Regions from separate parts of the Mus musculus genome. Here regions 2, 3 and 4 are each linked to region 1. Evidence: chromatin contacts called from public HiChIP or PLAC-seq and promoter capture Hi-C data. All regions are on one chromosome and are shown on one strand. The core of a region is the stretch at or near the end of the contact, and the rest is flanking DNA. Distances in the headings are between cores, read along the strand shown.

Region 1 (7,804 bases), core at 3,482-5,981:
TGCATGCCTTTAATCCCAGCACTTGGGAGGCATAGGCAGGCAGATTTCTGAATTCGAGGCCAGCCTGGTCTACAGAGTGAGTTCTAGGACAGCCAGGGCTACACAGAGAAACCCTGTCTCAAGAAAACAAAAACAAAAACAGAATGGATGTCCTTGTGTATCCATGGCCTTATTTTTCCCCTCTAAAACTTTGAGACAGGGTCTGAGGAAACTTTCCAGGCTTAGCTGGGCATGGCGGTACACAAATGCCTTTAATCTCGGCACTTTGGGAGGCAAAGGTGTTCATGGAGAGGTGAGTGGATCTCTGAGTTTGAGGCCAGCCTGGGAGATCCAGGACAACCAAGGGCTAGCAAAACCCTGTTTCAAACAACAAATCCCAGGTGTATGGTTTAGTTCCGTCTCACCCATCTGGGGTAGAGCAGGGATCACAGGCATCTGCAGCCATGCCTGGCTAAGGGGAAGTGATGAGTTCTGCAGCTCAGCAACCCATACCTGGTTTGGCTTCGGCTTTAGTCTGAGCTTTTGCTGCCACAGCTGCCTTTGGCTTCTGGGTCTGTGGTGTTTCTTCCTCTGAGCTGGAGTCCGAATCCGAGTCTGAGTCCGACTCAGAGCTCTCTGCCTTCTTCGCAGGAGGTCTGACTGCCTTGGCTTGGGGCTTAGCTGCCTTCTGCTAAAACAAGAGAACAAAGATGGTGGCAAACACCTGTAATCCCAGCATGTGGGAGGAAAAGAACTGAGTCTAAGGCCAGCCTGCTCAACACAAAAGTTCCAGGGCAGCCAGTGCTGCACAGAGTAACTCTGTCTCAAACAAAACACACATAAGGACAATGAGCAAGAGCTGAGTGCTCAAAAGACAATAAAATGCTTTTATTTATTTATTTATTTTTCCTTTTTGAGACAGTCCTTTTTGAGACAGCCTGGGCTGTCCTAGAACTTGCTCTGTAGATCAGGCTGGCCTGGAAGCTTTATCCTTTTAGGAGTCCACTGAAAGGGCAAGAAAAACTCAAAGATACAACATATGAATATTGAGACAGAGTCCAACTGCTTGATAAAACAGTTCCTGACATCATCTTGTCAACAGCTCCCAGCAAAACACTTGTATTGTTGGGGCCCTACACAGTATCCTGAAAGAACACAAAGTCCCTGGGTAGAGGAGAATCCTGTCTACACTTGGATCACATCATTCGAGACCTCAACTTCAGCCTCCCCTTCCACATCCCAGAATTCATGCAATGCGGAGCAGCCCCCACCGCCCGCCCGACCCTGTTTCATTTCTCCACTACTCCTCTGAGGCCATCCTTACAACCGAGGCTACAAACCTGGACAGGCTTTTTCTTTTTGTCCTCTTCCTCTTCCTCACTGGATTCTTCACTACTGCTGCTCTCTGAAGCTTTGGCTGCTGCCTTTCCAGCATGCTGAGGCACACTGGCTCGCTTGACCTGTGCGGCTGAGTAGAAGTAGTGCAGGTACCCATGAGAAGTCGCCCTCAGGCAGGTGCCAGGCAGTCTCTTTGGAGCCCTCCCCCCCCCCCGCCCCCCGCCCCTCACAAGCCTTACCAGCCTTCTGTGTGGGAAGTCCCTGGGCTTTTTTGTCCTCGTCCTCACTGCTGTCCTCACTGCTGTCACTGGATGAAGTCTCTTTCTTAGCCTTCTTGGTCACTGGTCCATTTGACTGTAACTTCACCTTTGGGGCTTTGGTGGACCTGCTGATGCAGAGAAGGCTGACCTCTGAGGGATCAGGACCTTCTCAAACTAAGGAACACAGCCCAGCCCAACCCACCTAGGGGAGAACACAGCCCAAGTGCACCAGGAAAGCTTACTTGAGCCAGAAGCTATAGATGTCCAAGAGGGACGAGGCATTGGCGTCCTGCTGTGTCTGTAAGAAAGGAGGCGTGGCTAAGGAAGCAGTATGCTCCTCTGGGTCAGATTCTGTTACTCCTTGATCAAATGTAATCTGTCAGCCAGGCATGGTCCCAGCACTTCAAAGAAAGAGGCTGGCAGATCAGTGAGTTCAAGGCCCACCTGGACTACATACAGAGTTCCAGACAGCCAGGGTTATGTAAAGAGACCTTGTCTCAAAAGTTATGCTATCTCCCTACTTAACTCAAAATGGATGTTACATCTTAAGACTTTTCCTACTTGTATAACTCAGGAGGAAAATATTACGCTTACATATCACCTAACTTTGAGCGTGAAAACTTTATGGTATATCCCTGTGCCTTTCCATATCTTTTAAAGTCTTAGAAATGTTGTACCAATTGATAACAGAGCGTTAGCTGAGGGCTGGAGAGATGGCTAAGTCGCTGAGAGAGCATGTTACTCTCCCAGAGGACCTGAGTTCATTACCAGCACCCAGAACAGGAGACGCAACAGTACCTGTTAACTCCACATACAGAGCTTCTGACATCTCTGGCCTCATAATTTCTAACTATTAACTTTTTTTTTTCTAATTAAATGACTTTTAAAGGCAGAAAGGCAGGGCTAGATAGGTGGCTCAGTGGTTAAGAGCACTGTCTGCTCCTTCAGAAGACCCAGGTTCAACTCCCAGTACTCACATGGCAGCTCTCACACAGACAGACATGCAGGCAAAACACAAATGTGCAGAATAAACTGTAAGCAAACAGAAAGGTGCGAGGTACGGTGGCACGCGCCTTTAACTCTAGCACATGGAAAGGAGAGGCAAGCAGATCGGAGTTTAAGCCAGCTTGGTCTACATAGTGAGTTCAAGGACAGCCAGAACATAGAGACCCTGCCTTAAGGAGGGAGGGAGGGTGCCGAGCAGTGGTGACACACACCTTTAATCCCAGCACTTGGAAGGCAGAGGCAGAGGCAGGCGGATTTCTGAGTTCAAGGCCAGACTGGTCTACTGAGTTCCAGGACAGCCAGGGCTACACAGAGAAACCCTGTCTCGAAAAACCAAAAAAATAAAGTAAAATAGGAGGGAGGGAAGAAGAGGAGAGTAATAATGAGCACTGGCTAGATGGTCCATCAATTCAGAGCACATGGAGTTGGGGGGGGGGGTTGGGGGATGTATTACCAGATCACATGTCAGGCTGTCCCGGCTGAAAGAACTCCCTTATTATGAGACTGACCTGATCTTTCCTTTTGTGGCAAAAATCACCTTTTTGTATTTTGCTACAAAGAAGTAACCTATCTCAAAAGATCTGGTGGCCTATAACCCAAGAGTCCCAGGATCTAAGGCCTACAGCCTTTCAAGGTGTTTCCACGAACACTACAGCTTTTCTTTCATTTTTTTTCCCCCTTATTTATGTGAGTTCATCTTTGCTGTCTTCAGACACACTAGAAGAATGGGCATCTGATCCCATTACAGATGGTTGTGAGCCACCATGTGGTTGGTTGCTGAGAATTGAACTCGGGACCTCTAAAAGAGCAGTCAGTGGTCGTAACTGCTGAGCCGTCTCTCCAGCCCGCTACAGCTTTTCTTAAGGTGCAGAGTAAACATTTTGCTCTTACATAACAGCTGTCACTCACCCCATGTTCCTGTGTGCCTACAATGGAGTTACTACTTTGTGCATTTTTCTCTCAGTGAGTCTCATTCACTCAAAAGCTGTAAATTGGGCTGAGCATGGTGATATACACCTTTAATCCCAGCACTTGGTAGACAGAGACTGAGCTGAGTTCAAGGCCAGTATGGTATACAAAGTGTGCTGCAGGGCAGTAAGGCACTTAGCATGAAGAGGCTGTGACAAGAGGTACAGAAGTTCATATCCATCCTCCACTACACAAGGACTACATGAACTTTGTCTCAAACAAAAGGCTGCTGGGATCATACATGCAGAAAGCCGCAGAGCCTGGCCTAACATCACTACCTGGAGCTCCAAGCTCAGTGCCAACTTAACACAGGCGGACGCTCACTACTCCTAGAGTATACTGAAAGCAACCTATCACCACACTCATTCATTTTTTTCTTTTTAAAAAAATAAGTAAATACAATATGAAGTCCTAGCTATCATTACTTCGCAATTTATCCCTGCACTCACTCATCTTCTTTTGTAAAAACAAACAAGTGTATAAATAGAATCCAAGCCTTCATTACTAAAATCTTTGAGTCTCAGGTAAAACTGCAATTAAGGGTAAGTCCAACAAAAAGTACAGAAGAACCACGCACCGCCAACCCAATGCTCCCGGAGGGATCTAGCGCCACATGTCCTGGGTCACGAGGGACCCATGCCTGTCACCGCTGCAAAAACTCACACCAAGTAAAAGCCGTAATACTCGGAGCTAGCTAGTCAGACATGGTGGAAGGAGACACCGAGACCTCCAGCCTGAGGAAGGTCCGCAGAGAAGCTGGGCAGACAACGGACTGACAGACCCCAGCCCTCGCCTCCTTAACTTCTAAAGCCGACAAGGCCTAGATTAGCTCGGAGAGTCGTCCCACCCCGGCCCGCAGACCAAACCAAGGACTCACAGCGCCGGTCGCTTTTGCAAATTTACTGGCCACCTCCGAGAGTTGGCTATCCCGCAGAAATCTGAGCACAAGGGGATAAAGGTCGCTGGGAACCACGCGGCGCAAGCCGGTATCCGCCATGCTCCGGGTAAAACGCGTCACTACCGTTGCGCACGCGGCACGACTTAAGAACACCAAAGCACAGCCCGGGTCGAGGGCGGGTCCAGTGTCGTCATCAAGTCGCGCGCGGCGCGCAGCGGAAAAGAGTGGCGCACACGAGGTCGCGTACCCTCCACCCGGGAGGAGAGACCCAGACTAAATCTAGAAGTTGCTTCCGGTCCCACACGCGTCATCATCCTGCAGGGGGCGGAGCCCACGAGCCGCCCACTAAGGAGGCGGAGCTTCTACGTCAGATGCCACGCTCCTGTCCGAGGCGGGAAAACTTGCAAATTCCCGCGCATTACCTTTGCTGAATGGGCTTCTTCCTACTGTAGATTTCCAAGCCCTGGCTGCTACTGAGACCTCACAGTACTGAATGGACTAACAATAATGGGTGCACTGGAGAACTCGAGGCTCTTTCAACCCTTCTAGAGGTGTCACCTACTGCTCAAACTCCCACGGACAATGGCTTCCTCCCTCCCTTCACACCCAGTGAAGTCCTTCAGGATACCACCCAGACCCAGACTCAAATCAGAGGATCCTAAAAGTTGTGGTGACAAGGTGTTGGTACCCCACATTGTCTGTCAGTCATAGCTAGGTTACAAGACAGTTATCCTTCCCATCTACAATTCGGAGAACAGGAACACGGGACCATCCCAGGGAAAAGATCAAGAAAAATCCTTTCTTCCTAAAGAAAGAAGTCACAGTGAATTCGGAAAACTTCAGTATCAGCTACTGTCCAGGTCAGGAAGCAATAAAGATGCACTTCCGGTGAATACCTTTCTTTTACTTTCCTCAAAACAGGCGCTCCTTCTAAAAGGACCCGTTATCCTATTTCCCAGAGGTGCTTCTATGCATACACAATCGTTTGTTTGTTTGTTTTGGCTTGTTTTTTTTTTTTCCAAGACAGAAAGGTTTCTCCGTATAGCCCTGGCTGTCCTGGAACTAACTTTGTAGACCAGGCTGGCCTCGAACTTAGAAATCCGTCTGCCTCCCGAGTGCTGGGATTAAAGGCTTGCGCCACCACGCCCGGCCTCAAAATCGTTTTTTTTAAAATACACACACCACCGGGCGGTGGTGGCGTACACCTTTAATCGCAGCACTCGGGAGGCAGAGGCAGGCGGATTTCTGAGTTCGAGGCCAGCCTGGTCTACAAAGTGACTTCCAGGACAGCCAGGGCTACACGGAGAAACCCTGTCTCGGAAAAAAAGAAAAAAAAAAAAAATTCACAAACCAAGATGGTGATCAAAACCAAACTGGTGAGCTTTAATGACACTTAATAGACACTAACCCCAGTTGAGAAAACTTTTATTCTCATAGGTATGGTGGCAAATGATTTTTTTGTTGTTGTTTTGTTTTGTTTTTCCGAGACAGGATTTCTCTGTAGCCCTGGCTGTCCTGGAGCTCACTTTGTAGACCAGGCTGGCCTTGAACTCAGAAATCCGCCTGCCTCTGCCACCCGAAAGCTGGGATTAAAGGCATGAGCCACCACACCCGGAGGCTAATGATTTTAAACCCAGAGTTGAGAGGCAAAAATTGCAGATGTCTGAGAGAGGGAGAAGATAAGAGGGAGAGGGGGGATAGAGAGAGATAAGGAGGTGGAAGGGGAGGAGTTTGACATAGTAACCAGGCCATGATGGCACACACTTTTAATCCATCCCAGCACTTGGGAAGCAGAAGCAGGTGACCTCACGAGTGAGATCCAGGACAGCCAGGGCTATACAGAAAAACCCTGGCTGGAAAAACAAAAAAAAGCAAAACCAACAAACAACTGTACCTCCTTCACCCCACAAGAGTCTGTATCCTAAAATTATCTTCATGCACAGGCCTAGCAGCTCTCACTGAAGAGAGTAGGCAGGAGAACCGGGATTCCAGTCCAGCCTGCACAGCTCTACAGAATTTAGAAAGGGCCGGTGTAAATGCTAGCCGTGCAAGCATAAACACCCGAGTTCAGATCCTTGACACGGCTGTACAAGCAGGGCACAGTGGCTTGCATCCGTAGTCCTAGGGCTGGCAGGGTACTGATGACCCTGGAGCTCACTGGCTAGATTTCTCCGTTCAAAAATAAAGGGAGGGGGCTTGGAAACATGGCCAGTCTGGCCTAGACTGCAAATTCTACAACAGCTAAACATTTGAGCCTGTTTCAAATAAACTCGTCAGATGAGGTGTAGTGGCACACACCTTTAATCCCAGCATCCAGAAGGCAAAGGCAGGAGGATCTTTTGAGTTTTGAGGCCAGCCAGGGATTCTTGCCTCAAACAAAAAACACAAAAGTGGGGAACGAGATACTGGACACAAATCTCTGGCATCCAGACATGGTTCTTACCGCCACACACAATGCACAAACGGGTATGTACACGTACAATTATCCTTCCCCCAGAAAGGGTGGCTGCGTTAGTTCAACAATACAGCTCTTGCTTCCCCATGTCTGAGCCTCTAAACTCAAACCCCACCCAGTGCTTCAATAACAAAAAAGGGGGGGTGGGGTGTTAGTGCCTAAAACCTTTGTCTAACACGAAGGACCTGAGGGACTGATTCTCCAGAGCCTCCACAACAAACTGCCAGGTGTGGCAGGCGGAGAATGGCTTCCTAGGGACACAATGGCCAAGCCAGTTTAGTGAGCTTCAGGGCTGTGAAGATGTGAAGAGGTCAGGACTCGTGAGGTGGGTCTAAGAAACCGTCCTGCCTCTGTACACACATATGCTGCCTCCCACACACATACAGAACAGGCTGGGGATGGGGCTGGAGAGTGCTTGTCTAACATACACTAAGTTCTGGGTTCAATGCCCAGCATCATATAAACCAGATGTGGTAACGTGGGTGCTTGGAATCCTAGCACTTGGGTGGTGGAGAGGTAGAAGCTCAAGGTCACCTTTAGCTACACAGAATGAGGATACAGGAGTCTTGTCAAAATATAAACTTCACATGCCTTTCAAGTTCGAGACGTTTTTTCCTGCCTTATTTTACATGTGACAGATGTGAGAGGCCAAGTCAATGTGACCTTACACCTATAGAAGAGGGCCTAGGAACTGAGTGACGGCTTACTGTGTTCAGAGAAATACCAGATAGACATTAGCACACAGAAAGGACACGCTGGAAGTTCCCTCTAGTTCATGTTTATTAGAGTTCCCCCCCCCACCACCTTACATAGAAATTCAAGTTAATTTGTTCAACACCTGTTATTAAAAACCAAATACCACTTAAAAATCCCAATTTAACACATTTTTATTGAACTTTT
Region 2 (7,804 bases), core at 1,886-4,385, 2.0 Mb after region 1:
TGGAGGCAGTGTCAAACCAGCAAGGACGAGGAGGAGGCCCTGGCCCGCCGCTTCCGGAAAGACTTTGAACCCTTTGACTTCACTCTGGATGACTAGCCAAAGGGGAGGGCACACCTCAGGTCACCGACTGGAACAGCAGATTGTTCCAACCTGCTCTTAAAATGGAGTTACCGTCTCGTGGGAGCTGCCTCCCTGCCTCTTCAATATATTCCCATGGACCTGCCTGCTGCAGGAGGCCTCTGATTGACTTTTTAAAAAGAAGTCATTCTGAGATGCAATGATAAGTTAAGAGAACATCTGCTATGTATTTCTAAGAACAGCTCTGTTTCTCCTCATCCTCACAAACTTTTAAACCTTTCAGATTGGGTATGGTGGCTCATGTCGCTCTTCTCAGAAACTGAACGGTTATGGCTGGAAGACTGCTGTGAATTCAAGGCTACTCTGGACTACATAGTGAGTTTCAGGACAGTCTGGGCTATGACGTGAGACCCATCTCACCTCTCCATCCTTGCCCTCAACCCCCCAAAAATGTAAAAGTAATGCCCCCCCAAATCTTGTAAATAATAGAAAAGGGAACACTTTTCTAAGGCTGACAGATGTCTTATGTTGCTTATGGCCACTGAAATGAGATTGTGTGTGCGGTAGAGATCAGAGTTCTATCCCCGGCTCCTTTCGGTCAGGGGAAGGGCACCAAGCCCCGCCTTTGCTACTGCTTTCCTACAGCATCTTCCTCACATGAAAGAGTCCATTCTGTCTTTTAGATAGTTAACTCTGCTGTGCTAGGACATACTCTGAGATCCAGGAGTATAGCTTGTGAGTGCCCCAGTGTGCTGCCCTTGGTACAGAGTTTAGAGTCTAATTTCAAAAGGAAGTGGCAGATTAAGGGCATGAGTTGAGTTTAATTTGAATGTGTTGTGTTAGATGTTTAAAATACCGGAGTTACCCAGTACACGTGTCCAGAATGCCATTAGACGCTTCTTCTAAGACTCATGCAGAACAGGATTGGGGCTAGGGCTTTGAGTGCATTTTCAATGTTTCATGTGTGTAAGACACCTGAGTTATCTCACAGCTGTGTCCAGAGTGCAGGTAGATAATTCTCAAACTCATGCAGATCTAGGTTGGTGATTGGGCTTCGGGAACAGCCAGGGTATGGACCAGAGTGAACTTACAAAATAAAAAGGGCAAATGCTATAACCTAGAGCTTTTCCACCTGGCCTCTTTGTTCCCCAAAGTAGGGCCTCTGAGACTTCTTAATATTTCATGAATAAATTCTGAGGCCAAAAGCTTTGGCTGGTTCCCCAGCTGGCTCATAACTTAATCACCAGTTTATCCTAAGGCCTGCCAAGTGGCTGGCTCCCTCTCCTTCAGCTTCAGGGCCAATCTTTCCCCCCTGACTATTTCCCAGAATTCTTTCATTCATACCTCCCCTGCTCCCCCTGACCCCAGCACCCTTTTCCCTCTCTGCTGGATGTCCCACCTCCTAGTCCTGCCTCAGCTCATTGGCCATAGGGTTTTTATTGACAGGTGACTCTGCCATACACTGCACAAGAGATTCTATGCAAACACAGTCAGTTCCACCTTAAATATGACTATGATTTAAGGAGCAGCACAGGGAGAAACAGCAGTGTGAGCACAGGAGGACGCTGCAAGCTGGAAGCCAGAAGACAGGAATTGGTCATTGTTCCTGTATAGACCACGAACAGTTTCACTTTGTTCTCATAAAAATCTCCTGACCTCCATTTTGTTTCTGAACAACAAAAAAACTAAAACAGTCTTGGAAACCTGAAGATTGTGGAGCCTGACAGGAACCATTTTACAGTTAAAAAAATTAAAAGGCCAGGTCTTTAATCTTAGCATTCTGCAGGCAGACCAGTGAGTTTTAAGGCCAGCCTGGTCTACATAATGAGTTCCAAGTCAAACAGGGCTATAGCAATAAACCTTGAGTTGCATTTTAATTATAGAATATTTAAAAAGCAAACTCACTGTAGAAACCAGTTTGAGTAATTTAGACAGAATTATCTTGGCTGGAGTTTTCAGCATCCCTCGAGTACAAATTATGAAACTGCATCCCACCTGTCACTCCTGGCTCTACCATACACAGCAAATGAGGTTTCATCCTGTTACATGACCGTCTCCTCTGCTCTAAAGATGCTCTCTCAGAGCCTCATTTCTATTACCTTCAAGTTTAATATTCCAATTCCATGAAAGATATGAAAATAATAGAAACCAGTTTATCGAATACCACTCACTATTAGTGACCCACAACATCGAATTGCATGCTGACGTTGAGAATTTGATTTTATGCTGACTCTTACACTTTTGAGTTATTAGCATCGCTAGCTTCAGCCCGGTACAAGCTTGTAATCCCAGTCTTGGAAAGACGGAGAAATACGTTCTAGTCCAGGCTGGACTGTATTGAGATCCTGTCTCAGAACAGGACACCTAGAGTCCATGAAGTGGATAACCCACTCAAATGGCTAGGTGGGTTGGCTTTCCCTGTGCAGCCCACCACTCAGAAGTATGCCTCTCTGGACCGAGAGCTCCTCCAGGCTTGTCTTTATAGCCCTGTGGTGCACCTCAGAAACAATTCCAACTCAAGTCGGAGAGAACAAGGCTGATAAACAGTAAGGTCGGTAGGGAGACTCACGAAGTCGCGAAGAAGAGTTTTCACTCTGGAATAAGTCACATCCTTGGTTGGTTTGGGATTATGGAGAGATTCTGATTTACAAGGCTAATGAATCAACAGGGCGGTTAGCGCAGTTTTCTTTAATACTTATGGTGGCCTTAACCGGTGCCGACCGGCGAGTGTGGTAGGATTCGAGGGGCAGAGGGCAGGGCTCTCAAAAAGATGAAATGTGAATGAGGTAGGGACAATGTGGATTTTAGAGTTTGGAGAGAGATCTATTTTAAATAAAAACACGTTGTATGAAACCTTCAAAGAACTAATTAAAAAATATCTATACAAACAAAAATAAAATAAATAGGAACCGCACGCACGATGGTCCTCGCAGGTTGGAAGTTGCCCAGGGCAAGCCGCTGGTGCCCAGTTTCCGGCAGCACCAATCCCAGGGTGATTCCAGGAGCTCGGGGCGGGACTCTGCATGCGGAAGCTAGCGGAAGTGACGCAGTCTCGCGAGACGGAGGACTCCGCAAGCCTCGGCGGCCCGGAACCGGCCTTAGACCGGCGGCGTTGCCTGAGGCGGCTGGCGCTCCCGCCCCATGGAGCGGCCCCCGGGGCTGCGGCCGGGCGCGGGCGGCCCCTGGGAGATGCGGGAACGGCTTGGCACCGGCGGTTTCGGGAACGTCAGTCTGTACCAGCACCGGGTGAGGCGGGGGGCGGGAGCCGTGGCGCGGGCTCTGTCTGGGCGTCCCTGGGACCCGAGCTGTCAGTCAAGGTGGGAGGAGTGGTGGTCGCGACCCTGGACGGGGCTGGGGGCTGGGGCAGTGAGCGAGGGCGAGCGATGGAGCATCCTGCGCTTGTGAGCCTGGGTGGCCGCGGTCCAGGTGTGTCGGAGGTCCCCGGGCAGTGAGTGACAGGCAGCTGTTGCAGCTGTGTGTGGTGATGAGGAGTCTGTACAAAGTCGAGTGCCGATGCGTGTTGTGTGTTTTGTGTATGTGTGTTGTGTGTGTCTCCGTGTGCCTGCTCACACTCCCTCGGGAGCGAGCGGTGTGATCCACTGGAGACTGGACTAGACGAGAAACCTTACGGGTGTGTCCAGAGTTGACCCTTGGGAAACATTGACAGACTTTGGAATTGGAGCGTTTCAGGTAAAAACCAGGGTGAGGGTAAGATGATGAAATCGATCCTTGCTTCGGAGGAAAGAAAATAGAGGGGTTTGTTCTGCAGAAGACAGCTAAGATCAGGCTCAGGAAATTTGTTTTGATTTATCGAAGAACATGTAACCGTTACAACAGCAGTTATTCCTGTCCTTAAAAGGTTTTCAAACTAACAGTCACTTTTCTTACTTTAACGTGTTGTTGTTAATGTTCGGGGTGGAACACAGGACCTTGCACATGCTAGGCAAATGGTCTACCGTTGGGTTACAGCCTCAGCCCTAGTTAATCATGTTTGAGTTGTGGGTCTTTTGAAAAGTCAGTAAAACGCATCTTTTCTCCGGAAAAAAAAATCATATCAATACAAGCCAGTGCATTATTAGTGAGGGTTTTGCTTTCCTGAAGGGTGTAAGGAATAGATCTTGAACACCAATCATTGTAGTATAGGATTTGTTGACTGTAAAATATTTAGAAGAATATACATACATTCTGGGCCTGCTTGAGAGTTGAGTCAGATGGTAACAGAGACGTTAGGAAGTACAAGATAGGTACTGTAATTCCGCTGATAGCTCTCCACTGTCAAGTTATGGCAACCCTCATTACTTGGACTTTTATAAAAGGAGCAGTAAGATAAAAATGGTGTTCTGGAACATCATATATGAGGAATACGTTTTAATTAGAAAAACAGTAAGCCAATTACAGGACATGAAATGATTTAGTTGATTGCTATATCAGGCGCTGATGGTACCCAAATCAACAAGAATAATATGTTCTACTCTGAAGGAGCTTTCCGTTTCAGAGAGGGGGTGGGCATGGTGGCATCCTCTTGTAATCCTAGTATCAAGGGTTCTGAGGCAGGAGGATTTGGAGTTTGAGACCTGACTGGGTGGCTTTCATATCGTGCTCAAGGCCGGTGTCAGTTACATAAGAAGGCCCTGTCTCAGAAATAAACATTAAGTACAGTTTGATACCCTAGGCACTGAAAGATGTCTTAGGGTTTTATTGCTGTGAAGAGATACCATGACCAAGGCAGCTTTTATAAAGCAAAACGTTTAGTTGGGGCTGGTTTCAGAGGTTTAGTCAGTTCTCACTTGGTGGGACATGGTGGCACGCAGGCAGACGAGGCACTGAAGAAGTAGCTGTGAATTCTATATCCTTGACCCAAAGACAGCAGGGAGAGGCTGTGTCTCACCGTGGGTGTACCTTGCGCTTAGGAGACCTTAAAGCTTGAGCCTACAGTGACACACTTCCTCCAACAGTACCTAGTGCTGCCACTCTCTATGGCCTACCATTGAATCACATGAGTCTATGGGGGTCATCACACCCAACTTAGTCTCATTTAAAAAACAACAACAGCAAAAGCCCATCTTTTTGTTGTTGTTTGGCAACTATAAAGTTCCCAAGAGAATATTCTTTTTGAAAAGATTGAGTTTCTCGGGGTAGGTGAGTGTTGTGGTAAATATTTAAAAAGACCCTCCACCTCTCCGAGTTCCATCCAGCTACTCTCTGCCCGCCAACTCTCCGGTGGGGCTGCAGCTCCTAAGTTCCCTTTGCTGCTATGCCAACCCAACACAGCAACAGTCCACTCCACTATCAGCCACCACAACATCCAGCAACCCAGTAGAAACAAAACTCTAGAAGTTTATAATTAACCAGTCAGGTTTATATATCAATAAATTCTCAATTCACAACATGCCAATACAATAATTTCAAAACCAGTTGATACTGATAAAAGCTGCCCACCTAGGCTAGACAGATTATCCCATAACTACCTGTGGCTATTTAAAACCACACGGGATCAGAATCTTCTTCCTGTCCCTCCACCTCCATTTTGGCTTTCCTCTCTTCCTGAGATACTCTCTGTTTCTGCAACTCTTAGCTCTGCCTCCCTTTACCCTGCCCAGTCACAGGCCCCTTGCTGCACTAATATTTTAATGTAATTGGACAGGGAAAATCCTGCCTCAGGTGAAATATAAACTAAGGAGTTGAAGGATCTCTTGTGATTAATGACCTATACCAAATAGATAATTTTCTGCCTCATTCATATCAGAATTTAGGGCTTATTGGCTTTGTTGTGATAACACTTTATATAGGATGTAACTATTATCAGATACCTGCCTGTTTATAACAAAAGTGAAAGGAGTGAGCCCAGTGCTAAAGCTAGCTTGTAGTCTCTCTTAGCCCCAGACTGACCTTTTAGCTTTCTTCCTCCTCCTGGTTCCTAGTTAGACTAGTCCATCCAAGTCTTGCGCTCCCTGCTTCCCCCTTCCTCTTTTGGCCTCTGGGTACTGTTCTCACTAATCACATAGCTTTTACCACACCTTTGGCTTGTATTAGAGATATCACATTTGTACAACTCTTTGGAGTTTTTAACATAGTATAGCCTTTTTTGGTTCTGACTGCATTATTGGTGTTGCCAGGATATATCTGGCTGTTTCCTCTGATGTGCATAACTTTCATTTATAATCAGTGACATTACTAATCTCAGGCAAGAGGTCTTCGGTTTGCATTATAGATGTGTGAACTGATGTACCATTCTTCGGATGATTTTCCGTGCCATTTGAAATGTAAAGGTTGGGATCTAGTTTTGGAGGGTTTTGTTTGGTTTTGTTATACAGTAGATCTGGTCATATAAAAAGTATTTCTTTTATTTTATTTAATAGGGAGCCCTGAATTATCTTCTTCATTTTGTTTGTACTGAAGTTTCGGGCCCTTGTTTGTTGTTTTGACTAAGCTTGAGAAAGGATTTGTTAGGGAAATGGGATCTTGGTCTATTTCTCATAGTATGTTGGAGACAATATTCTAAAGTATTAAGTAGTATATCTAATCTTCTGAAGAAATCTATTGTAGGATCTGCCCAGTCAGTTTTTGCTTGTGTTCTATGGGGTATATGACAGTCAGTTTCAAATCATTGGTATAAAAGTATTATGGTTAATGTAATTAACGTTGGCTAAAGAGAGCTGTGGACAGTATGTTTAATTAATTAAGCTAAAAAGAATGTTGTTTCCCTGGGTTGACATTTTTTTTTTTATTGTAAGTAACCCTATAGAAGAATGTAATTTATTTATATTTTCTATTTTGACAGGAACTTGATCTCAAAATAGCAATTAAGTCTTGTCGTTTAGAGCTAAGTTCCAAAAACAGAGAGCGATGGTGCCATGAAATCCAGATCATGAAAAAGTAAGTGCATGCTAGGACTTAGGTTCTTCAGTTCTACGGCCCAGACAGTTGTCAGAAGCAGGGAACGAGGTCGGGGGCCTCTTTTCTCAAGACCTTTTTGGGAATGTGATTTTGTCATTAAATATGTGTGTTCTATTTTAGACCGTCAGTCACATTTATGGCTAAGGAAGTTATAGTTTACATTAGCTAGACCACACTCTCAACATGACTCTTTAAATGTTTCTTTTGAATATTGGGCAACTTTGTGACTAGTATATAAAAATTTCTTTTTGTGGTTAACTTTTATTAAATAACTCATCCATTGTTTTATAGATAGTGATCCCAAAATTTCATAGCTCAAAACTCTGAATATTTAGTATCTGTAGTTTGTGACTGAGTTAACTGTGGTTCTAGCTCAGGGCCTCTCCTGAGACATCGCCATGGCTTGGCCAAGGCTATAGTATTAACTTCCAGGCTCACTCATGTGGCTGCTGGCCAGAAGCAACAGTTCTTCAGTAAGGATGCCTCTCTGTAGGGAAATGCACACAGTTTAATAGCATGGCAACGAGCTTCCCCAGAACAATGCCCTGAATGAGGAGAGCAAGGGAAAAGCTGGCATATCTCTTAAAAAGTTGCCTTAGAAGTTGGGTTTCATTTCTCACTGCGTTCTGTTAGAAAAGAGTCACTACGAAGAGGGCATGTGCTTAAAGGGAAGAGAGCTGAGCTTCTGAAGGGACAGTGGATATATTTTAACTTTAATATCGTGCTCCCATCAGTAATACGCTTTAGGGATCATTCTTGTAGTTGTCAGCATACCTCTGCTTGGGCTATTGCTCTGTTTTGTAGATAAGAAGGAAGAGACACAGTCACA
Region 3 (7,804 bases), core at 2,168-4,667, 1.1 Mb after region 1:
GCTCACAACCATCCGTAATGAGATCTGATGCCCTCTTCTGGTGCATCTGAAGACAGCTACGGTGTACTTATGTAGAATAATAAATAAATCTTTGAGCCAAAGCGAGCAGGGACTGAGCAGGTGGGGTTGACTGGAGTGGGAGTGAACAGAGGTCCTAAATTCAATTCCCAACAATCAGATGAAGGCTCACAACCATATGTACAGCTATAGTGTGTACTCATATACATAAAGTAAATCTTAAAAAAAAAAAGACTATAGAAGAGATGGTTTACTGTTGAGCACATTTTCATTATAACAAACATTTCTTAATCCTGAACAGTATAATCAAAAGTCTGGAGGCTCTCTAAGACAACCCATCAAAAATACATTACCATGCATACCTTGTTTTGCAGCTGGCTTGAAGAAATCTATGATTGACTGTTTCCTGAAAATAAAAGCACAGCTAATATGACATCACAACACCAAATATTCAAACCTCAATACTTTAGATCAAGTCGTGAGTGTTAGATATATAATACGGGCTGAATTCCACTTTCTTATTTAACTAATCAAGTACTGAAAATGTCAATCATAGTTTGCTAAGCCACAAGGGAAAATTTAAAAAAATATATAGCCATTTTTTTGCTAAGTTTATAAACACAATTGAGACTTAAACAGAAACCTGATAAATACTAGAGATCACAGACCTGTCTAACAGAGACTTGCAACATGAGCAGAACAGCAGATGGGAAAGAGAACAATTGGGTTGATCTGAAAAGGAACATGCAAGGCAAAGGTAGAGAGGATCAGCCGTGACTCTTACACTGATCTCTTATGTTTTATAAGATCCTAAACTAACAGCAAAAGCTAGGATGAGCCACAACTTGTGTTTCAAACTTTCTTCTTAAAGATCTAAGATTCCTTAAGATTAGCCAGGAGCAGTAGCACACACCTTTTAATTCCAGTACTCAGGAGACAAGGCAGATGTATCTATGTAAATGTGAGACCAGTCTGGTCTATGGAGTGAATTCTAGGCCTGGTAAGGGCTACACAATGAGACCTTTTCTTGAAAAGCAAATCAAACAAAACAAAATAAAACAGAACAAAAAAGCAAAGATTCAAGGGGCGAAGAGATGGCTCAGTGGTTAAGAACATGTGTTGCTCTTGCAAAGAAGCCAGGGCTCCCCACACCCAGATGGCTATTCACAAATGACTAACTCCAGTTCCAGGGGTATGTGATGCCATCTTCTGGTCTCCTAGCACCAGGCACACACATGGTGCAAATATACATGCAGCCAAAACCACTCATTCACATAAAAAATAAGTAAAATACTTAAAACAAAACAAAACTTAAGATACTTTTACAAAAGCATCATACTACCTAAGTAAAATAAAAAGGAAATTGGACAGTTAACAAGTAAAAAAAAAAATCAAACAGCTTTAATAATATGTACGGGTTACTACACACTAACATGGGCATACAATTATTTCCTGAACCTATACTCTGATCTGTTCATGCATGTTTGAAAGAGAGCCAACAAGCAGTATCCCTGAACATTCCTCCACTGAGCCAGTACTCAAGACGGCAGCCTGAGCAATCCAAACCCAAGGCTGATCTCCTTCTCTAGTGTACATTTTACTGGTAGCATTAGAAGAGCAGTGACCATCTTTCCTGGTTTACCTAGACTCCACCAGTATGTTGAGAGAACCTAAATGATGAGTGACAGGTTATGGGAGAATACATGCATTTGTTTACAGAAAGTCAATTACATTAGGTAAATTAACTCTACCACTGAGTAAAGGAAGAAATACTAGTGAAGACACATGATGTGCCTATTTCTGGCAGTGGAGAGGTGCAAAAGAACCCAGAAGCAGCAAATTAAAACCAAGATATACTTATATTTTTACTAAAAATTAACATCATACCCTTCCCCTAAAGTATTAAATCTAATACTACTCTCCAATACACCTGAATGGAAAAATGACTTTTGGTAAACCATGAAACTATAAACGAACTCTGTAGAGGTAAAATAATTGTTTCCTAAGTTCAAGCACACAGAAATATCCATTACTTATGTATAACTGGTTAAAAAAAATTATGACAGTTTTACAAGCCTTTAATCTGAAAGTGCTGGAACCAAACGTGTTAGAATTCTCAATTTATTGGATTTTGGAGGGGAAATAACTTGAATGTATTATGTGCAGCCCCCAGCAGGATCTGGCGCTGCAACCTGTAGCCAAAATATTACTATTTCTCCAGCAAAGCTTATCAACACTCACACTCAGTACCACCCACAAACCTTATATTAGCTCTGATCAACCTGGCTTGGCTGCCAAGGCGGCTGTGGTAGGAAGCAATGAAAATAGTTGTTTTTCACAGCCTTCTGTCCTTCAGAATTAAGATAAAGGATTGTGAATCTGTGCTACAATATTAAAGCATAAACTTAAAACGTCTGTTACCAATTCTTAAAAAAAAAAAAAAAAAGACAGTACCAAGTTCGTAGATAATTTGAATGTTTTATTGTCAGAGGATGTCATATGATGAAATTCTCCATCATTACATAGCTCCCAGAAAATCCTTACCATATAAAAAAAGAAAGGAAGAAAAAGGAAATAGAAAAAGAAAGGTCTGTTGGTGAGGGAGAAAGTCACTCAAAGAGAAAACAGGCGCATTCCAAAAATGTTTTTAGTATGAATGGTCGTGTACACTGTACTATTAAGTAATTCGTGGGTTTTCCTTATCACATCTTACATAATTAAACTCAAGAAACCACCAGGATCAGAACGATCTAAATAGAGGCTTCGAGAAGGGAGGGCCCCAGGGCAAGCGCTCGAAAAGGAGAAAAACAACCTTCTACCTAAAGCGGGCTCTCCGCAGCCATCTAGGCTGGTGGTCACTAGACCAAAAGCAACACCTCAACTACAGAAAAGGAGACTTCAACTCCCAGAAGCCCCCGCGCGGAGGCGGGGCGAGGGCTTGCAGGCCCCAGAACATCAAGGCCTGAGCTCGCTGAGGATGGCGGGAACTGAAGAGCAGCCGTCCGTAGTCCTCCCCTATACCCGTGCCCCCGCGACCCGGCCCCTTCTCAAGCCCTCTGCACTGTACCTGTCCCCAGGACTCTCTGTTCTTTTTCCCGCTGCAGCAGGGGCGGTACTACCGGGTCTCAGATGGCAGCGCGGGGGCGACGACCCCGGGGCTGGGGATGAGGGGAAACCTGGCCTAGCGGGCATGCAGCGCCTTGTCATGTCGGCGCCGCTGGCGACGGCGGCATGAGCTGTGGCTGGAGAAGCTGGGTGCGTGGTTGCCGTCTTGCTGCTGGGACTCGGGGAGGCTGTCGGTGCAGAGGTGGGCGGCACCCCCTACTCTCTTCATGGCGGTTCTCTCTTCGGAAGTGACTCCGGTGTGAGCGGGAAGGAACCTGAGGACCATCAGGGGGCGGGCCTTTCTTGAGGTGCCGCGTCGCGATTGGCTGACCTGAGGGTCACTCTGGTGGTAGCGCAATAGAAAGCCTCCGCCTGCCGGGAGAGGGCGGGTTTTTTGGAAGGGGGAGGGGAGATTGAAAACTGCCCTCCCCGGGCCCGTCACGTGCGCCTGGGGCGCGCGCCTCCTCGTCGGGGCCGCGGCGGCCTTGGCCGGTGCGTGGGAGTGGGAAAGAAGAGGCAGTGGCGGGTGTTACGACAGCTGGCGACAGCCGCCTGATCGAGGGCTAGGGGTGAGATTTGCAGAAGTAAAACCGAGCCTGCAGCTGTCTGTAGTGAAGATGGCCAACATTTGTGACGATTGTGCTACAGCTGCCCTAATATTTCATAGTCACTTTGGCATCTTAGGCCAAAATGCTGTCACCATTTCCTTTCTGTTCCTTCTCTTATAATGTGATTTGACCGTTCTGTGAGGGATCTTCTATACTGTGATATAGTTGTTCCGTTTTTTTGTTTTGTTTTGTTTTGTTTTGTAAGGGAGGGGGCGGGGGAGCACTCAGTCATTGAATTAGACATTTTTATTCTGTCAAAGCGTTTTGTCTCTAATGGGTTTCCCCATGAAGTCGCAGCACATAGACTTCTTTTCCTTATCAGTAAAGGACTTGTGCTTTGAAGAGGCTGTTAGGTTGGATTTCTTTAAGTTTTTATTTATGTATATGGTGCTCAATTTGCATGTATGCCTGAATGACAATAGAGCATGAGGTTGTGAGCCACCTTAGGGTTGGTGGAATTGAACTCAGGACCTCTGGAAGTAGCAACTAGTACTCTTAACCACTGAGCTATCTCTCCAGCTGGGTTTTTTTGCAGACCGAGGAACTGGTCAGAGTAATTTAAAACTTCACTTCCCATGTGTATAGAATGGGTATAGTTACTCACTTCTCTGGGTAATTTCCCTTGTCCCCCCCACTTCCCCCCCCCCCCCCCACACACACAGGGTTTCTCTGTATAGCCCTGGCTGTCCTGGAACTGACTGTAGACCAGGCTGGCCTTGAACTCAGAAAAATGGCCGGTCTCTGCCTCCCAAATGCTGGGATTAAAGGCGTGGGCCACCACTGCCCATCTTCTCTGGGTAATTTTAAGTAATAAAACCCAGCAATGTAAACAGGTTTAGATTCTCTCGTGTAATTGGTACAAATACAAGATTCTCTTTCCTTTGGGCTTCAGATTTCCTGCAGTACCCGGCCAGTTTTTTTTTTTTTTTTAGGGAAGGCTTGTAATCCTATTGTAATCCTAGTACTTGGGAGACGGAGGTGGAGGGTCAAGAGAGAAGGCCGCGGCTGTGCTGATAGTTCATGGTATAAAGGAACTTGCTTTCATGACCCAGGACCACATGGCAGAAGGAGAGAACTGATTCAGTGCGGTGAGCTATCCTATGACGTCTGTCAGCGTATACACACACGAAATGAATGCAATAAAAGATATCTTTTTAAAGAGAGAAAGAAATAGACATTGAGTCCAGCCTTGACTATGTAGCAAGATCCTGTCTCAAAGGAACTAAAAAAAAAAAAAAAGAAAAGAAAACAAATCCTATCAATCTCAAAAATGTCCAGGCTCTAACTGAGAGGAATGTTCCCTCACTTGGCTGGAGCAAATTCCTAAATGACACACACAAAAAAATTGAACAGGTCTTCCAAATTTATTGTACTGAGATTGAATTGCTTCTGTTGCTAAGCACACTAGACTGACCTGAAATTCACCCCTTTTCTCTTTCCTGGTATCCCTCAAGAGGAAGAATTAACGAGAATAAAGTGACCAATAGGCTGGCAGGTAGGAGGTAAAGAGGAACCACGGGTCTCTCCAGAACTCGCAGCTGTATACCAGGTAGTAACAATGTGAGAGAAGAAACACTCAAACCCAGGGCAGCTTGCAACTGAGAATTCACTACACTGCTTTTAGTCCTTACATTTGAAAAGAACACAGTAAGTGACAAAACTATGTTGAATATGTTTATGCCTTTTAGTGCAGATTATTTCCTGGCCCTTCGATGACTTTGTGCTGGCTATTTCTACACTAGGAACTCCCAAACAGTCCTAGCCACAAAACTTTTAATCTGATTTGTTCCATTCCACACTCAGCGCATAAAAAGAATAAAGAAAGCATAAGAACATGGTCTGCATGATCAATTAGTCACTCTTCTTGAATTATAGTATCTGAGTCTCCCGCCTCTCAAGTGTCACTTTTAGGTCTCTGCTCCTGCTGCCAAACAATAGTTTTCACATTTTCTTAATCTGATCAGCAGATTACAGAGTTAAGTGAGGCAAGAAATCCCTTGATCAATAAACGGAGATGGAGTCATAATGAAAGCACGATTTAAAAAAAAAAAAATCTCTTCTTAACTGGGAGGTAGTTGCCCAAATCCTCAATATCCATCAAGGCTTCTCTTTGTTTGAGCTGCACGGGGAGAACATATAGATTTGAGTTGCCGGCTGAGCTGCACTGAACATAGAGATGGCTGGAGCCTCAGACTCCCCTTTCCTTCAAAGAGAGTTGAACCCCTGCTTTGTGTTTAGACTCAGGTTTTCACTTTAAGTGTGTACGTATACACTACGCACAAACACTTATACTCTAACCTATAGTCAGTATCTCTTTGAGGCACTGGGGCTGGAATTCTGGGTCTCATGCATGCATGTGAGGCAAGCACATGCTCCTAAGCTATTCCTGGCTTCGTGGGAGCTTGTCAGTTTTGGCTTTCTTCCTCCTTTACTTCTTATCGGACTGGAAATAGGTGGCCAGGAAACCGTAAAAGCTGCCAGAAGAGCTCCTGTGCACTCTCATGGGGTGAGAAGACAGGAGAGAAAAGCCGAGGTACTGCTAGGGGACATGATGATAAACAGTGTCCTGGAGTCTAGGTGAGAGAGCGAAAGCAAATCCCCAGGCAGCGCTGGAAGAAGAAGCTGGGGAAAGGAAGACTTGTCTGTAAAAGGCTGCTTTGGTGAGATTTCTGAGCAACGGAAAGGAAGCCAAGTCCTGGGACCTGGAGTGGCTTTTTAAAAATTACTTACTTTATATGTGTGGGTATTCTGTCTGTGCGTTCACTTGCAAGGCTGGTGCTTATAGAGGCAAGAAGGCAGCACTGGATCCCCTAGAACTGGAGTTAGCGACAGTTGTGAGCTACCTTGTGGGTTCTGGGAATTGAACTCTGAAAGAGCAGCTAGTACTCTGAACCAAATCGCTAGCCCCGCCCACCCAGGGGCTTCTTCTGTACAGAAAGTATTTTGAGCTACAATTCAGCCCACTGTACCTGCATTACAGGAAGCCAGCAGGCTCTGATATTGATGAGAGGGAATGAACGGGAGAGATACCAAGGGCAACACTGTTGCGTGAACAATGGAACAACTCCTTAGGACAGGCAGGCTCAGGGTGGGAGTCCTGAGAGGATGCCTGAGACCTCCAACAGGGCAAGATCTCTCATAGTACCTCAGACTCAGGCATTAAGAGACTAGAGACTATTGGGACATAACAAAGACTTGCTAAAAAGCTGAAAACCTGGGACACAACTTCTGGCTTTTACAAGAAAGGCATGTTTTTGTGTTGAGATTGCTATACTTCGAAATTAACTCCAAGACTCTCAGAGGGTACTCAAGGGCAGGCCAAGAGACAAAGGCCCATGTGCTGGGGAATGGATGGGGGTAGGAATGTGTGGAGGGTGGTCTGAGAGGTGGGATAAGGAACAGACTCACAGAAACAGGAAATAATTAACTTGAAAGCCTGACAGAGAAAAAACAGACCACAGAAGGGAAGGTGAGCTCACCATGGCTCAAGTCTCAGTCAAAAAGAGAGAGAGAAAGAAAGAAAGAGGGAGAGAGAGAGAGAGAGAGAGAGAGAGAGAGAGAGAGAGAGAGAGAAAGAAAGAAAGAAAGAAAGAAAGAGAGAGAGAAAGAAAGGAAGAAAGAGAGAGAGAAAGGAAGAAAGAGAGAAAGACAGAAAGGAAGGAAGGAAGAAAGGGAAAAACCACCTTTGTAAACAGATGTTGAACTCAGCAGGGCTGAGCAAACGTGTTGGAAAAGCACCAGTTTAGCTTCAGGGGCTACCTGGGAGATGCCAAATTTAATATAATGCCAAGCAATGCAAACTTCCTAGGAACTGAGTAGCAAAACCGCAAAACCTGAAGCCAAGGACCCCTACGTCATCTTACTCCACCGTGGAATGTTTCAAAACCCAGATATTAGAAGCAGGCTTGTAATTTTCGACATAGCTAACAGTTTCTGCCATTGTTAAATTCACTAGATAGATCATCTCCTCAATCCTTCCGCCTCTACCTCTTAAGAACCAGGATTGTGAGTCATCACAGCTATTCTGGCTTTAACATGTAACTACACAGCACACGTATGCACACACGCACACA
Region 4 (7,804 bases), core at 3,933-6,432, 1.0 Mb before region 1:
TGTCACCCACTCCCGTGAGCCTTCCATACAGCATCTAAAGCTGCGTACAACCCGGCTTCCACACAGCTTCCTCCTTCCTTGCTCTCCTCTTGCTCTTCCTAAGCTAGCAACGCTGCCTTCTCTGCCACAGCCTGGCGTGCTTCATCTCCCTCCCGTCTGTATTGGGAGCTGCTCATCCCGCAGATCTCAGCTGCAACAGTCCTTCCTTATGGAGGTGTTCTAGGTTCCCTGTATTGTTTAAAATGCCTGTATTGTTTAAATATATATATATACCCCTTGGGCCAGCACAATGGTTCAGCAGGTAAAGATGCTTGCTGAACCAGGCCTGAGGATCTGTGTTGGCCCCAGGAGTCCACATGGTAAAGAGATCTGAGTTTCACAAGGTGTCCACATGTCCACACGAGCTCCGCATGGATGCTATGGCATGTGCACGCCCACACATGGGAAAGACTGAAAAAGCAATGTCCTCAGGCACACGTATTTTCCGTTCTTAGCATCTGGCAAAGTGTCGAGTCTACATCCATTTGGGTCTACTCTAACCCCAGTGCTAGCTGCATCCCGACAGCCCTCACCTCCAGAGGTTCTTCTTGTGCCACCTGCTCATTCAGCTTCTGAGTGTAGGCGTCACAGACTTCGGTCACTTGCACAAACCCTTGGAGGCCGTTGGGAAGGCTGACCACCAGCTCCAGCTCACTCACCTCCTTCACACAGCCCAAAATCCGCATCCCCTCACATAGGGACTAGGAAGGAGAACATACACAGCAAGGTAGAGAGAGGGCTCTGGCTTCCTGGTCCCAACACGGATGGTAAAGGGATTTTATAAAGGAAAGGAACCCTTATGCACATGTACCTATCCCATCTCCCTCCCATCCAGGCATTTAAGCCACCTAGCAGATGCCATCAAAGATCTTGATGAGAAACAGCATGAGAGGCTGGGCTGCTTGAGAAGGTCTAGCCCACTGTATCCTAGCAACCCTCATTTAAACACCTGGACCACACAGCTCCCTGAGATCGCAACCAAGTGGCAAATGGGCTTTCTGTTGTCAGTACTTTGATCTCACGTTTGTACATGAAATCTCCAGTTTTCTAATGTGCCACCAAGTCAAACAAATTATTAAAAATATCATATTAGAAGAGAAAATACTTCTGCAGGCAAATCAATCTTTATTGTCAGAATAATTTGGCTATTTTCCCATTTTAAAATGGACATATGCTGGGGTTAGGGGCGATAACAAATATAAAAATTTAAGAATCATAAAAACCACACCAGTTATCTGAGATCATTTCATATCTACAAAATGAATGAGTAGAAGCCAGGTATGGTGGGCATACCTTTAATACCAGTACTCAAGAGGCAGAAACAGGAAGATCTTTTAGTTCAAGGCCAGTCTGGTCTACACAGTGAATTCCAGACTAGCCAAGGGCTACATACTAAGTAAGACCCTATCTCCAAAAACAATCAAAAAATAAATAAATGAGTAGGATTAGAATTACTGCTAAAGTTACTGTCAGTCCTAATTTCTACTAAAACACAAGCAAAACCACACACATCTTCAAGCATTCCCATGATCCGCTTTGTTTACTGCGACAGTCTTATGTATCTCAGACTAGGCTGGCACTCATGGGAGACCTTAAGCTTCTGACCCTGCTAAGGCCAGCTCCTAAGTGGACTGCGGGCACGCACTACCACTTCCGGTTTATGTGAAGCTGAGGCTCAAACTTGGGCAGACAGAGGGTTGGAGTAGGGGGGGGAAAGAGCCAGGATGGCTACACACAGCAGCACACGCCTGTAACCCCTATACTTTGAAAGTGGAGGGCCTTCACTACATAGAGAGCCTAGGATCTTACCTCAAAAAAACCCAAACAGAAAAAAAGACACCAGGCATTGGCATTGGTAAGCAATCAAAGGAAACAAAGCTCATTTCTCAGTATTTGCACGAATCTCCACAGACATACACAAAAACCATGTAATTGTGTGTGTGTATACTGGCAAAGCAGGAAGAAAAGAGGGAAGAACACACACAAACTTAAGGAATATGTTAAGAGAAAGCAAATGTTAACGAACCTCAAGACTAAGAATTTCAAACTTCTCTTTTATAGATTTGATGGATTTTCTCTTTTCAATTTTCAATTTTTTTGTTTTTGCTGGCCCTTTCTGGCTCTTTTTCCTTTTAATGGGACCTTCTTCTGTGGAAACCTAAAGGGAGAAAAAGAGTCATAAAGATGCAAAAGCATGAGAAGCCGAAACCTTAGCCATTCCCACACATATAGGGTCCTTATCTTTTCCTGTTATCCTAAACTCTCCCAAGCCACTCCCCGTTCTTTTCATGTCTGCTGCACTCCCAAGCCTAGCATCCAGGCACCAATGTTCCCTCTGCCCATGATCTGAGGAGCCTCCTTCATCTTCCCAACGCCTCTTATGTCTTATGTCCTTGTTTGTTGAGCAGGGTGGACACCAGGGTTCCCCAGTTGGGAAGCCATAGGTGTACATAGGTACACAGACGCTCATGTCAAATGCCAAAGCTTTTCCACAACAAGCCTGGTGGTTTTAACTAAATCTGTTACTTCCCTGAACCTTAGTTCCTCCGCATCAAGTCGTGACTTCTACTCTAAAATACACATGGAGAGATTCTGTAAAACTAAGGCCACCCACTCAGGTGGCAGTTTCTGTCTCTCTAGCACCTAGAAAGCAATCTGATCTGAGAATGTATTTCAACGCAGACTCTTTACTAGGACTGCAGCAACAGAGCTCAGGAATAAAGTACTTGCCCAACTTCAATCCCCAGCACCAACAACAAAGCAAAATTCACTATCCAGTACCCTTTTTTCCCATCCTTTTCAAGTGGCACAGACTCCCTAAGGACAAATTACAATAGCACTTCAACGTCAAATACTTAACGCCGTGCGCGTCAAAAGAAGCCTGAGGTGGTAGAGCCTCTTTAACAAGTTCAATTTCTAGAAGTGAAGTCAAAGAGAAACAAACTGGAAAATAACTGGTGCCAATGAGGCTCAGTCTTCCCAAAGATGCCAAACAGCACACCACTTACATCAAATAAGTTGTCTTGTTCAACCACCTGCTGGGAAGACTTCTCTGATTTGTGGAGTTTCCGTGTCCCCCCTCGGGGGAAGCTTTCCTCCAGGTTTGCCATGTTGGGGTCTTCTGCAGCTGATGGGAAGACAATGGTGAGCTCTAGCACTGATGGCTGGCTTCATAGAGCACATGATCAGCAGGCAAGAGAACCTTCTAGCAATGAACAAGATCCAAGAGTATGATTAAATAGTCCATATGCTGCTGTGTGGTGGTACACACCTTTAATCCCAGCACTACGGTGACAGGCCAAAAGGTCTGAGTTCGAGGCCAGCCTGGTCTATAGAGTAAGTTCCAAGACAGCTAGGGATGCATTAGAGAGAAACCCTGTCTCGAAACACCAAAAAAAAAAAAAAAAAAAAAAAAGGCATGTCAGGCTCCCATTTTTTTCATCTTTCCAATATTGTCTACCTCAAAACCACAAACTATACACTGTGCACGATCTTCCAGGAAATGCATTCTATGTAGCAAATGTTCATTTAGTGTTAATCATTGTAATTATGTGAGGTGTGTGTATATATATATAATTCCATACCGCCAAACATACATTATTTAGAAAACAAAATGTAGGTAAATTAAGGTAAGCCGGGCAGTGGTGGCGCACGCCTTTAATCCCAGCACTTGGGAGGCAGAGGCAGGCGGATTTTGAGTTCAAGGCCAGCCTGGTCTACAGAGTGAGTTCCAGGACAGCCAGGGCTATACAGAGAAACCCTGTCTCAGGGGGGAAAAAAGTAATTTAAGATACAAGTCAGATTATAATGCATAAACAAAAGAGAAGTGGCAGGATTCTGTAAAGATGAACACTTCATAAGAATGATGCTTTTGAGCTGTACATTAAATAAATAAAGAACCGGGTCTGGTGGTCCATGCCTTTAACTCCAGCACTTGGGAGGCAGAGGAAGGCCTATCTCTGTGAGTTTCAGACAAGACAGGACTCCATAATGAGACCCTGTCTCAAAAATAACTATAATAATAGTAAATAGAAATATGATGGTAGACAATGCTAAAAACAACAACAACAACAACAACAACAGAGAAACAAGAAAAAGTTTGCCAGGCGTGATGACACATGCCTTTAATCCCAGCACTTTGGGAGGCAGAGGCAGGCGGATTTCTGAGTTCGAGGCCAGCCTGGTCTACAAAGTGAGTTCCAGGACAGCCAGAGCTATACAGAGAAACTATGTCTCAAAAAAAAAAAAAAAAAAAGAAAGAAAGAAAGAAAGAAAAAGTTTATTTCTCAAAATACACCAACCAGTTGCCTGTCAAACAACTCTTCAAAGGCTTTCTAAAAAGCTGAATTATTCAATTAAGCTACAGGGAAAATAAAGCATGGTAACAACTTATATTTTAGAAAATAATTTGGCTCTTTGGTGAAAGATACTTAAAAAATTAATAGTTTGCGTTTACTTGGTACTTCAGAGCCATGGGGAACGTGACAAAATAATGGAGAATATTCCTCAGTCTACAGATTGGACAGAAGTGAAAGCCAGTGTAAGGATTTAAACGATGCACATCAGGGAAACCATGAGAACCAAGACGAGGTATAAATGAAGACGCAGGGCAGCCTGGTTGGTTCTGGGATACCTAGGAAGAAAACTTTAGTAGCCGAGTGAGACTGTGAAAGGGACGACGAACGAAAAATGTAAGGTTTGTTCTGTTATGGGTGCATGCTTCGTAGAAACAGTATAGCTCACAAGGTCTACTTCGCTGGGACTCTATAGTTCCCATTATAGACCCGATGAGACCGAGGCACCAAACAGTCTGGCGATCACGTAGAGAAGGCACTTAAGGTACCTGCAGAGGACAGCATGGCTTGCATGAACTGCTAGCTCCGAGGGGATTGAGGGAATAAGACCTCCCATCCCAAGCCAACTGTGCTTAGCACGAAACCCGGAGACCCAGGCCAGGAAGCCGAGGTGACAGGCATGAAGTCTCCTCCCTCCACGCCGAAGCTCCCGTGTCATCAGCCCCAAGGCTCCCACCGCCGCATACCTCACGGAGCGTCTCAACGCAATCGCACGCGCAGAACAGGGAGCCGACAGCTCCACGCGACTCGTCCACGAGCGTAGGTAAGACCAGGGCTACTTCCGTTCTGACGTCGGGTCTGACGCCGGCTGAAACGGGAAGTAGAAGGGCGGGACTTGGCGTTTATAGCCAATCCACGCCGAGGGCCGAGTCGTCGCGGCCTGTCGGTCGCGTGCGGGGAGGGGGCGTCTTCCGGTCGGGCCGAGCTCGTCGCTAGGTTTGTTGAAGGACATCGGCCGCCGAGTTTGGGGTTCGGACGAAGGTGGGTGAGAAAGCGCTCTTGGCTGCTCGGTCCGGTGATTGAGCTTTGTAGGGCCGACTAGAGTCTGGCCGTTTTTCCAGCCCCGGAACAGCGCGAGGTTTTCTTTTTGCGGGGAGACGCTGGGGAATGGGAAAGGCGCTGGAGAAAATGAGGGTCAGGGCCCCATGGCGGATCTAGGAAGCCTCAGCACCGCGAGTGACGAGCGCCCCAGGGCTCGCACGGTTAGCGGAGAGCCTTATGCCCCACTTCCCAGTGTGGATTGGGAGTGAGGCCGGTCGAGAGGGGAGCTCCCCAAGGTCATCCATCCAGTGGATGTTGAGAGAGGACTCTGGATTTTGACCCCATCTCTGGCAGAGTTCGTGTGTCTTGGCCTCTATGGCCATAGCGATTTGTTTCCTCCGAGCTGCGATCGGGAAACCAGGTCTCCTTTACCTGCGCCGTGGCCTTTGTCAAAACCAGAGTAAACGTGGAATGGCCCTGCGGTTCTCCAGGCCTGGGCTCTAAAAACGGATTAGATTTTGTATCCCAGCGGTTCTGAACCTGTGGATCATGATCGCTTTGACAAGCCTCTATCTCCAAAAATATTTATTTACATTACGAGACTCCTAGCCGTAGCAAAATTACAGCTGTGAAGGAGCAACGGAATAATTTTATTGGGGGAGGGGGAAGAGAGGTTTCACCACAACAGAAGGAAGGTCGCAGCATTAGGAAGGTTGAGAGTCACTGCCGTGTTTGATCAGTGCAAGGGTTTCCACAGAGGCTGTTTGCTGCTTGTGGTCCTTTGACTTTCATCTTCCTTATACCTGGTGATGGCACTACTCCAGATAGGTGCCCATAAGACGGGAATAGCTGTATCCAGGAGCCTGTTACAAAGCAAGGGCAGCTGCTCACCCCAAGACTTTAATGAAATGCCCATTTCACATGGAAAGGCTGGTGGTATTTAATAGTAGTTATTGGATTATTTAGAAACAGAAGCAAAACCTGTCAGCTTAGACTTTGTAGCAGGCTGCTGTTCAACAGTAGTACATTTTTTTAAAAAATACTAACTCACAGGCTCACAATTATTAGTCTTTGGTGATTTTTTTCCACTACCAAATGGCTCTAAGCTTGCACATGACTGCAAGGACAGGACATTTTAGTTTTATTTGTTCCTATTGCCAGGTGTGAATGGCTTGTCCCTCTAGTCCCAACACTGTTGGGCAGATCTCTGTAATTTCAAGGCCAGCCTAATCTATGTAGTGAGTACAGGCATCTGGGGCTACAGACTGAGATAAATAAAATAAAATAAAAATTCCATACAGGGCATTGTTAACAATATTAACTGTTAAAAAAGGTCATTGTCCTAAAACAATATGCAGTTTGTTGGAAGGTGCTTTAAGCCTTAATATCACCTTTGCTTGCCATGTGGTGGTGCCACACACATTTACTCCCAGAACGCAAGGCCAGCTTAGGTCTACAGAGTGAATTAATCCTGTCTCTCCATGACAGTGACGGCAAAGACATCACCATCGACACCACTTAGATGGAAATCTAAGCTTCCTTTAAAACCCCAGTTCCCGTACCTTCCCTTTGTTCTGCAGTCAGAATGAGTTGTCTTTGGAATACATCATCCTTCTTGCAGTATTCTATAGAATGAAATTTAAGCATCTCAATATTAACCAATTATGACCAAATCTCCTCCTAACGGTGAAAGGTATCAATCACTTAAAGAGTTGAGAAGGTTGATGAGCTGGCAACGACAAGGAGTCTTAGTTTTCCGGAGGGTTTCTCATGAGAACCTACTTCATAACTTTAAAGAATGTATCATGAAGTAAATGGAGAAGAATGCTTTGGGAGTGTAGTGAAGGGGAGCTGGAACTATGAAGGGTTTGGTTGTTAATAGTGATTTTCCTGCTTTGGCTAGATTGGCCAAGATCTGTGAAAGAGACCCAGGGAAATTTAGATTTTCTTCATTGTTCCAGTAACCATTATGAAAGTATTCAAAATTAAGGTCTCAAATTTTGTTGCATGAATGCATCTGAAACCTTTGAATAGTTAATAGAAGGGTGTGCTGGCTTCCATAGCAACAATACCCTTATGTTTTCTCCTACTCCCATTTAGAAGCTAACCAGTCTGCCAATCTTGCCTGGACCTTGACCAGCTAGTTCAAGTTGCTCCTGGAATCTGTGGCTCAGCTGTGGTAGATAGGCCATCATACTTAGAAAACTGAATGGTTTTGAATCTGCTGTGACTTGCTGAGTGTTAGCAAGTACGATGTCACTACTGCAGCTTTCATTCCACTCCACCCCACTCCTTATGGCTCCCTACTCCCAGCCAAATCGTCAGGATTCGTTCTACTTTTGTGACTTAACACAGGCATACATAGATGCATGTACATTTAAACCTGGGCTCTGTTTACCAGGAAACTCTGGTTATTTGTTCTGAGTCTG

The links. Promoter capture Hi-C pulls out the DNA fragments that hold promoters and counts their contacts. HiChIP or PLAC-seq counts read pairs in DNA pulled down with a chosen protein or histone mark.
Region 2: a contact with region 1 is called in a promoter capture Hi-C map of liver, with 2.8 times the contacts expected there. The contact joins the promoter of Chuk here to the promoter of Nolc1 in region 1. A contact is called at or near these places in 3 of 39 promoter capture datasets (the 3T3-L1 cell line, liver and pre-B cells).
Region 3: a contact with region 1 is called in an H3K27ac HiChIP or PLAC-seq map of extraembryonic endoderm stem cells, with 4 times the contacts expected there. The contact joins the promoter of Slf2 here to the promoter of Nolc1 in region 1. A contact is called at or near these places in 1 of 39 promoter capture datasets (liver) and 1 of 115 datasets of contacts at active chromatin or transcription factors (extraembryonic endoderm stem cells).
Region 4: a contact with region 1 is called in a promoter capture Hi-C map of liver, with 2.6 times the contacts expected there. The contact joins the promoter of Pdcd11 here to the promoter of Nolc1 in region 1. A contact is called at or near these places in 3 of 39 promoter capture datasets (liver and neutrophils), 1 of 484 Hi-C or Micro-C datasets (embryonic stem cells), 2 of 115 datasets of contacts at active chromatin or transcription factors (double positive thymocytes and thymic regulatory T cells) and 2 of 9 other capture datasets (adipose tissue and liver).

The regions. Positions count from the first base shown.
Region 1 is chr19:46,072,774-46,080,577 of GRCm38.p6, reverse strand. Nolc1 (nucleolar and coiled-body phosphoprotein 1) reads right to left here and starts at 4,731. Exons shown (of 13, transcript NM_001039353.2): 1 at 4,429-4,731; 2 at 1,820-1,875; 3 at 1,557-1,702; 4 at 1,320-1,447; 5 at 493-670. The coding sequence starts at 4,548. It overlaps Pprc1 (peroxisome proliferative activated receptor, gamma, coactivator-related 1), which reads right to left. Exons shown (of 14, transcript NM_001081214.1): 14 at 7,669-7,804. RefSeq lists cis regulatory regions at 4,774-4,780, 4,803-4,809 and an enhancer at 4,751-4,822.
Region 2 is chr19:44,102,808-44,110,611 of GRCm38.p6, reverse strand. Chuk (conserved helix-loop-helix ubiquitous kinase) reads left to right here and starts at 3,135. Exons shown (of 21, transcript NM_007700.2): 1 at 3,135-3,324; 2 at 6,860-6,954. The coding sequence starts at 3,220. It overlaps Cwf19l1 (CWF19-like 1, cell cycle control (S. pombe)), which reads left to right. Exons shown (of 14, transcript NM_001081077.1): 14 at 1-1,975. The coding sequence ends at 96.
Region 3 is chr19:44,926,732-44,934,535 of GRCm38.p6, reverse strand. Slf2 (SMC5-SMC6 complex localization factor 2) reads right to left here and starts at 3,417. Exons shown (of 20, transcript NM_001081225.2): 1 at 3,086-3,417; 2 at 381-424. The coding sequence starts at 3,225.
Region 4 is chr19:47,088,144-47,095,947 of GRCm38.p6, reverse strand. It overlaps Pdcd11 (programmed cell death 11), which reads right to left and starts at 5,182. Exons shown (of 36, transcript NM_011053.2): 1 at 5,081-5,182; 2 at 3,048-3,166; 3 at 2,066-2,197; 4 at 573-740. The coding sequence starts at 3,149. It overlaps Atp5md (ATP synthase membrane subunit DAPIT), which reads left to right and starts at 5,301. Exons shown (of 4, transcript NM_023211.5): 1 at 5,301-5,375.